Regions from separate parts of the Macaca fascicularis genome. Here region 2 is linked to region 1. A link is a contact called in public Hi-C data. All regions are on one chromosome and are shown on one strand. Each heading gives the region's core, a stretch centred on a gene start, on an enhancer-like site or on the middle of the called end of the contact. The rest is flanking DNA. Distances are from core to core; before and after follow the strand shown. Region 1 holds the start of RNF7 (ring finger protein 7). Region 2 holds the start of ATP1B3 (ATPase Na+/K+ transporting subunit beta 3).

Evidence for each region. Hi-C and Micro-C count contacts between places; a contact is called where the count stands out from the background.
Region 2: a Hi-C map of liver shows a contact between it and region 1, with 2.5 times the contacts expected there. The contact joins the promoter of ATP1B3 here to the promoter of RNF7 in region 1. A contact is called at or near these places in 2 of 2 Hi-C or Micro-C datasets (liver and skeletal muscle).

What each region holds. Positions count from the first base shown.
Region 1 is chr2:44,567,139-44,570,871 of T2T-MFA8v1.1, reverse strand. It overlaps RNF7 (ring finger protein 7), which reads right to left and starts at 2,407. Exons shown (of 3, transcript XM_005545967.4): 1 at 2,217-2,407. The coding sequence starts at 2,384.
Region 2 is chr2:44,697,465-44,700,734 of T2T-MFA8v1.1, reverse strand. It overlaps ATP1B3 (ATPase Na+/K+ transporting subunit beta 3), which reads right to left and starts at 2,006. Exons shown (of 7, transcript XM_074031213.1): 1 at 1,739-2,006. LOC107128805 (a long non-coding RNA gene) reads left to right here and starts at 2,184. Exons shown (of 2, transcript XR_012430766.1): 1 at 2,184-3,004.

The DNA of each region.
Region 1 (3,733 bases), core at 1,158-3,657:
TTGCAGATAAAAGATAAAAATTTGCTTTAATGATCTTCCTAGAATCTAAAACAGCACATTTCTAAGGAGTACAATAACACCTTTTAGAAGGGTGCTAGGGTAAAGACTAGGAAGTCTGGAAAAAAAAATTTCCTTCTGCTGTCACCTGACCTCTAAGTGGGTTTTAACACCTCATAAACAAAATACAAAGGTCTAGCCTAGAATACTTTCCTGAACCCAAAGTACAGCTGTTTGCAAATATGCAAGACTGATCCTGTAGTAGCAGAATACTTGCTATAATTAGAAAGTTTATGATGAAATGTGTCATTTATAGCCTATACTTTGACCTACATTAAAATATCTCAGTAAAGTTTATTTGTTGCAAAGTTTCAATCATTATTTCAGGTTATACATTTCCACTTACTGCTTAAATGTTTTTCCTTCGGGGAGGAAATAGCTTTTTGGGAGAGAAATCTTTTGAAAATACCCTTTGGGAACATTATTTTTAAACTGAAAAGGAACTAAGTGAAAGTTTAGTTTCCTTTAAACTAAAGGAAATTTATTTAGGAGATAAAATGTTTAGCAAAACTTGTATTGCAAAAAAAAAAAAAAAAAGTCTCTTGGATCAGTTAAAAAATGCTTCCCAAACTGGAAACTATGATTCCTAAGTGAGGGTAGGGGCAGCTGTACTGCTGGCAAATAAACTAGATACTTTTAAAGCCTAATATGTTTTGTTTGTTTGTTTTTGAGACAGGGTCTCATTCTGTCACCCAAGCTAGAGTATCGTGGCAGTGGCAGGAAAAAGGCTCACTGTAGCCTCGACCTCCTGGGCTCAAGGGATCCTCCCACCTCAGCCTCCTGAGTAGCTGGAGGCCACCATGCCTGGTCACTTTATTTTAATTTTTAATTGTAGAGATAGGGTCTTGCGATGTTGCCTAGGCAGGTCTCAAACTCTTGGGCTCAAGTGATCCATATAAAATAAGTGGGTCATGTCTAATAACAAGGTCTTTCAAAAGTAAAAGGTAAAAATATCTGAATCCAATTGTTGTAAATCCTCTTTGAAACAAGCCCTTAGAATAAAAGACAAAAGAGCATAAATTGAGAAATCTCTTGATTCTGGTAGGTTTAAAGTCTCATCCCCCCTCAAGGACAGCAATTCTCTTTATGTTCTCCAATTCTCTCATTTTTCAAGACAAGTCAGTTTTCAACCTACAGAAATGTCTGTTTTCTTTAACTACCCTCAATAAAGAACTCCACTGAAGATGCTCTCACAGTAATTTTAAATGCCCTATCTGAAAATACAACTTGCATTTAAACAGCACTTGCTTTTCAAAGTGGTCTGAGATCTTAGAACCATATAAAATATAACAAGATTAAGCTGTTCTGAAACATTTTGCTTGGTCTAATATTTTAACTCCAAATATCACAGAAAGAGGACATATTTGTAAGAGGGTTCTCCACAAAGGCATGACTCAGAGCAGGGCAGTATCTTCTCCAGGAAATGACATCCGATATGGAGAGGGGGGTGTAATGGAGGTGAAGTTCTACATTTCTGAAAAAAGGGCTTACAATTCTTCGGCTTCCATGAAACTTAGATATTCTTGAACCACACTGTCCCCTTCAAGCCACGCTAGTGCTATCTGACCCGTCTTAGATCAATCCAGATTTAAAAGCCATTCGAAGAGCGGCGGTAAGCTAATCCGGAAATGCAATGGCTGTGAACACTTCCCTGTGTACCTCGAGGAGAACTAAGGGTGTCGTTTTGTGGAAGATGACTCCGGAGCATCACTTTGATGGTGACCAAGACTATTAAAGTTCACTGCTGAATCACGGCCTTTACTCTGTCCACCTTGCGATGAGCTTTTAGAACAGGGGCTGGCCACACAAACCGAAGTGTTTCCTGCTAGTTCCCAACAATCACCCGGTTTTATTTTCCTGGTCACACCCATCACTACCTGAAATTACCTTGTTTACCTCCGTTTATTGCCCATTTCTCTCCCTAGAACACCAACCACCCGGCGCCGGGCGCCTGTTGCACAACCCCTCAGCCCTCAGGAGCCGCAACAGGATCGTGGCTCCGCGTTCCTCCGGCGCCCGGGCAGGGCGACCTCCACCCACTCCCCAAGGCAGGGGACTTTCCAAGGCTTCTGGCGGGCGCCCGTCCCGTCCCAATCCCGAAGTCGGCTCCCGGAGGCCGCAGCGCGGCCCCGGCCTTGCGTGCAGCGCTTACCCATCACCTGGACCCTGCAGATGGCGCACGTATCGCACTCAACGTCCCAGCTCCACATGGCCACCGCGTTCCACTTCTTGAGGGAGAACATCTTGTCGCCTCCCGACTTGGAGCCTGAGCTCCCGGAGTGAGACGCCAGGGCGCAGGTTTCCTCTCCGTCTTCCACGTCGGCCATGGCGGCGCCGCGGAGCCGACGGCGGAGACGTTGGCTTGGGGTAGGCGGGAGGCTAGGGCGGCTCTGCCGGGCCGCCCGACGGGCCACAGCGCCGCCCGCAGGCCGCAGGCCACCGTGGTGCCCAGACCCCGGCCACCCACGATTGGCTGGCGCGGCCCAGTGACGTCACCGGACGCCAGCGGCGAGGGGGCAGGCAGGCCCCGCCCCCGCCCTCCTGGGGCGACCGAGCGGGCTTGGGGCTGCTCGGGGCTACGCTGCCGAATCCGCCTGCGGCGCTGCGGGGTGTTACGTCTGAGCAGGCGCACAGATTGTGCTGGAATGTGTGTCCTGCTTTATGGCTTCATTAAAACTACTGCTCTCAGAAATAATCTTGTTAATTTACTTGTTTGTCTCTTCCCTCCCAAGTGTAAAACTCTATCAGAGCAGGGAACATGTTCTTATCACCACATTGTCCTCGGTATCTACAAAATGCCTGGCCACAAGAGGCACAATTATTTCTTGAGTGAATTAATGATCTTAAAGATCTAGAAATCTGGCTCAGTGATTCTCAGACTTTTTGGTCTCAGGACTCCTTTTCACTTAAAAATTATTAGTCCCTTAAAGAGCTTTTATTTATGTAGGAAATGTATAAATATATATATACACACACACATATGTATGAATATATATACATATATACAATGAATATATGTACATTCATGTATAATGAATATTCATACATTTCCTGTATATGTATACACACGTACATAGAGATTAATGTTTCTTTTTAAGAAATTAAAACATATTTTTAAATGTATTCATTAAAAATCACAGTAATAACCTCATTAGAGGTTATCATTAGAGGGATAACTTCACATACCATGTAATTTCTAGAAACTCCCGTGTACACTCGTAGAATGAGAGTGAAAAGAGAGAAATAGCTCTAAATATTGTTAGGCAACTAGTTTGCCCTCTTTTGACCCCTAAAAGAGGTCAGGATCCCAGGAGTCCCGGTGTGTGGCGACACAACCCACACGTATTTTTCAGGCCCTGCTTCCTCATCTGCAGAGTCTCCATTCCTTCTGCTCAGTACATTTGAGCTAGTTTAACTTCCTCTTTTTATATGTAGGACTAATGAGGTCCGAAGAAGTGAAATGACAAAGATCACATTGTTATTACAGTAGTGCTTCTACTGCTAGCCCACCATCACATGTGTTTCCAAGAAAGCAGGCATCTCCACTGAAAAGAAAGCAGAAGCACAGACAGCCTAAGGAGATGCCTGATCCCACCGTCACCTAGTGGTGGACACCTACTCTGTCAAGTTTGGATTCTGAGCCTCTCGCCATCCCCTCATCTCCTGATACCTGGGC
Region 2 (3,270 bases), core at 757-3,256, 130 kb before region 1:
AAAATAAAATCTCTACCCTAGGTCATATAATACAAAGGTTGAAGAGCACTGTCTGCAGTAAGAAATGTCATTCTAACACAAAGTGGAGTTACTTTGTTCTGGAAATGAGGAAGCACTGGGGAAGGGAGAAAGGGAGGAAGGTAGCCTATCAAAATTAATCCCTCTCCACCACTCAAAAGTTTCTTCAGCAAAAAGTTAGTACACTCTAGAAACAAGCAATGAAGCTTTATAAATGTTCTTTGTTCTTTTGTTCCCATGTAAGTCTGGATGCAAGATTTATTTCTTCATCACACTAGTGGGTTCCCAAAAGAAGACAGCAATTTAAATAAAAATCTTGAGTGATTACCATGCAGTTAGGCAAGGCATCTGTAAAATAATACAACCGCTGGACTAGGATTAAAGGAGAACTGGGTTCTTTTCTTGGCTTTGTGGCATATGTAATTTTACACAAGGCAAAAATCACAACCTCTCTAGGTCTCCTTTTTCTCATCTCTCTAACGTGGGGGTTGGGCTAAAAATCCTCCAAGGCCCCTTTCAGTTTGTGATAAGACTTCAAGTCGCCTTTTCACCCTGAAGGAGTCCACTTCAGTCCGCAGCAACAGTTTATTTTCTGAGTCACAGCTTATTTCTCCATGCTTATCCTAAAAATGCTGTGCCCAAACAGTTCTAAGCTCTCCAGATTTATTCTCACTCAGAAAGAAATGGTCTTTCAAGACACACTAACAAAAGATGTTTCAAAAAGATTTTAAAAAGGTAAAATTAGTTTACTTAAGTATAAAGGCCAAAAAAAAAAAAAAAAAAAAAAAAAGCTCTAGCCTGCATTCAGATATTGATACAATTTTAGGAAAAAAAAAGGCACCCTAAAGCAACTCTACATGGTAGATGGTTTAAATACTTTAAAACAAAGAGCTCACGCATAGAAAAAAGCTGCTGACATACAACCATCACTCTCCTGTTTTGAAGACACAGGAAAAAAAAACAAAAACAAAAACCTGTGTTGTTCAGACAGGATTTACATTCCTCAAAGGAGCAAATTTGTAAGGAAGAAAATCTCTGTAATTAAAAAGGAATCCGGGAGGAAACAACCTTTTTATGGACCTTTTCACTGTCCAAATTCAAGTGCATTTTCTCGTACAATGTACTTCTGTGATTAACTCACCGCTACACGTTTAAGGAACCCACACCCACACTTAACACTCTGTCGCACTCTTCCGACCGGTCGGGGTGGCAGCGTGGACGAGTCACAAGATAGCGGCGGGAGTGGAAATTTCCTCTCCCCTGGAGTGGGGCAGGGTCTGGCTTCACCGAACCGCTCAGCGGGCCGGGCGCCTCCGCCAGGGCCTCTCGGGTCGGAGCGCTCCGTACAAAGGAGGCCCGGAGGCTCGGCTCCCGCACGCTCGGGGCCCGGCTCTGGGCAGGGGTCCCCGGCTTCCGGCGCCGCGCCGGGCGGGAGGCCCGGGCAGCACGTGCGCCCTGCTCCCGGCAGGGAGGCAGGAACCGGCGCGGCCAGGCCGGGCTGCCCGAGGGCCCCGCTGCTTCGGGAGCGAGCGACGGCCAGTCCGGCCGGCCCGGAGAGCAATGAATGGGGCCGCACTGCGCCGCCGCCGCCCGGGTTAGGGTCGAGCGGTCTGGGGCCCCGGCGTGGGGAGCCGCCTCCCGCCTTTCCGTTCCCACCCGACCGCGCCTGGCGCCCGCGGGACCGAGGCCGGCCCCGGACGCCCAGCTGCCGCCCGCTCACCCCAGCTCTTGGCGGTGCGCCCCAGGAACTCTCCGGTGGTCGGGTTGTAGATGAAGAGCTTCCACTCCGCCAGGCTCTGGTTGAGGGACTTCTTCTCGTTCTTCGTCATGGTGCGCGCGCGGACGGCGAGGGGAGCTGCGGCCGCGGGGATGGAGGCGGCGAGGGCAGCGGAGGCGCGTCCCGGCTCCGGCGGCGCAACCCGGAGACAGCAGGGGAGGGTGGGACGGCCGAGAACACCTCCTCGTTACTGGGAGTACTCGAGCCGACTGCGCCGCGCCGCGCCGGGCGGCCGCTTGGGCCGCGGGAGCCTGACGTCTCCGCCTGCCGCAGCCAATCCTCGCGCCGCTCGGCCCGCGCCGCTGCCGCCTCCCGCCCGCGGCCGGGGCGCTGCCTGAGGCGGCTAGGACGCCCCACCCCGCCCCGGCCCCGGCCCCGGCCCCGCCCCGCAGTAGCCTCGGGGGCTCCCTCAGCCCGGGTCAGAGGAAGCGAGAAGTACGTCTAAAAATCTGAAGGTTTAGTCGCACGCACTTTTAGAACAATAGCAAAGGCGGGCGTCCCCGCGCCGCAGGTTGCTTAGGAGGAGGACTGGGTTTCCTGGGCGTTCCTGGGCGCCGGGGCGCTGAGAAGATGCTACCCGCGGCGGGCGGGCGCGGAGAGCACGAAAAAGACTCCAGTCGGCCCGCGGCGTCCTCTTCGAGGGAACTTAACCGTCCCCTCCCCGAACTGCCTCCCCGACCGTCCCCAGGCGTTCTCTGGGCTCTGTGACGTTCCTACAGGACGCTCTCTGGGCTCTGTGACGTTCCTACAGGACGCTCTGCGGGCGATCGCGCGGGGCTCCCACCGTGTACACGGTGCACTGCTGTTCCGAGAACGTCCTCGCTTGGCTCCTTTAAAGGATTCAACCGGGAGCCTCGGGTCAATGGGAATTCCGTTCTAAATATGCCAGTGAATGGAGTATAATTTTTCTCCGGATTCACTTGAATTTATCAATGAAATCTAAATACGTGCTTTCCCAAGGGCCCTGGCAACTGAAAGCTCCCAGCTTTTGCCCAGACGCTCCCACTCTTAACCCACAGGAAATGGACACTCGTGGAGGGTCCACGCCTGTGTAGCGTCGCCGGCTTTTCATCTCCCCTGTAGAGATCGCGGCCCTTGGGCGGAGCTGAGGGTGCCGATAGCGTTTTCCTCCGCAAGATGGAGCTGACGAGTACGGGGCCCTCAGACTCACTGACAGGATGAATGACTTAATAGGAATTTGCACAGAAGGTACGGGGTGGGGCGGGGGGGGGTCTGTTGTTGTTTTTATTTATTTTTATTTTATTTTATCTTTAGAAAAAAAGCGCTGCCTCCGTTTTATTAGCAAATAAAAATTATGGAGAAATGTAACAGCCAGCTTATTGTTTGGAATGATGAATTATAATCTCTCTGGAAGTTTAAACAGCCTGCAAATGGATAAATTTTTCTTTTTCCTCATTTTTCTTACCAAAGCAAGAAATAATGAATTATATCTCCCACAAATGGAAAAGTGGTAA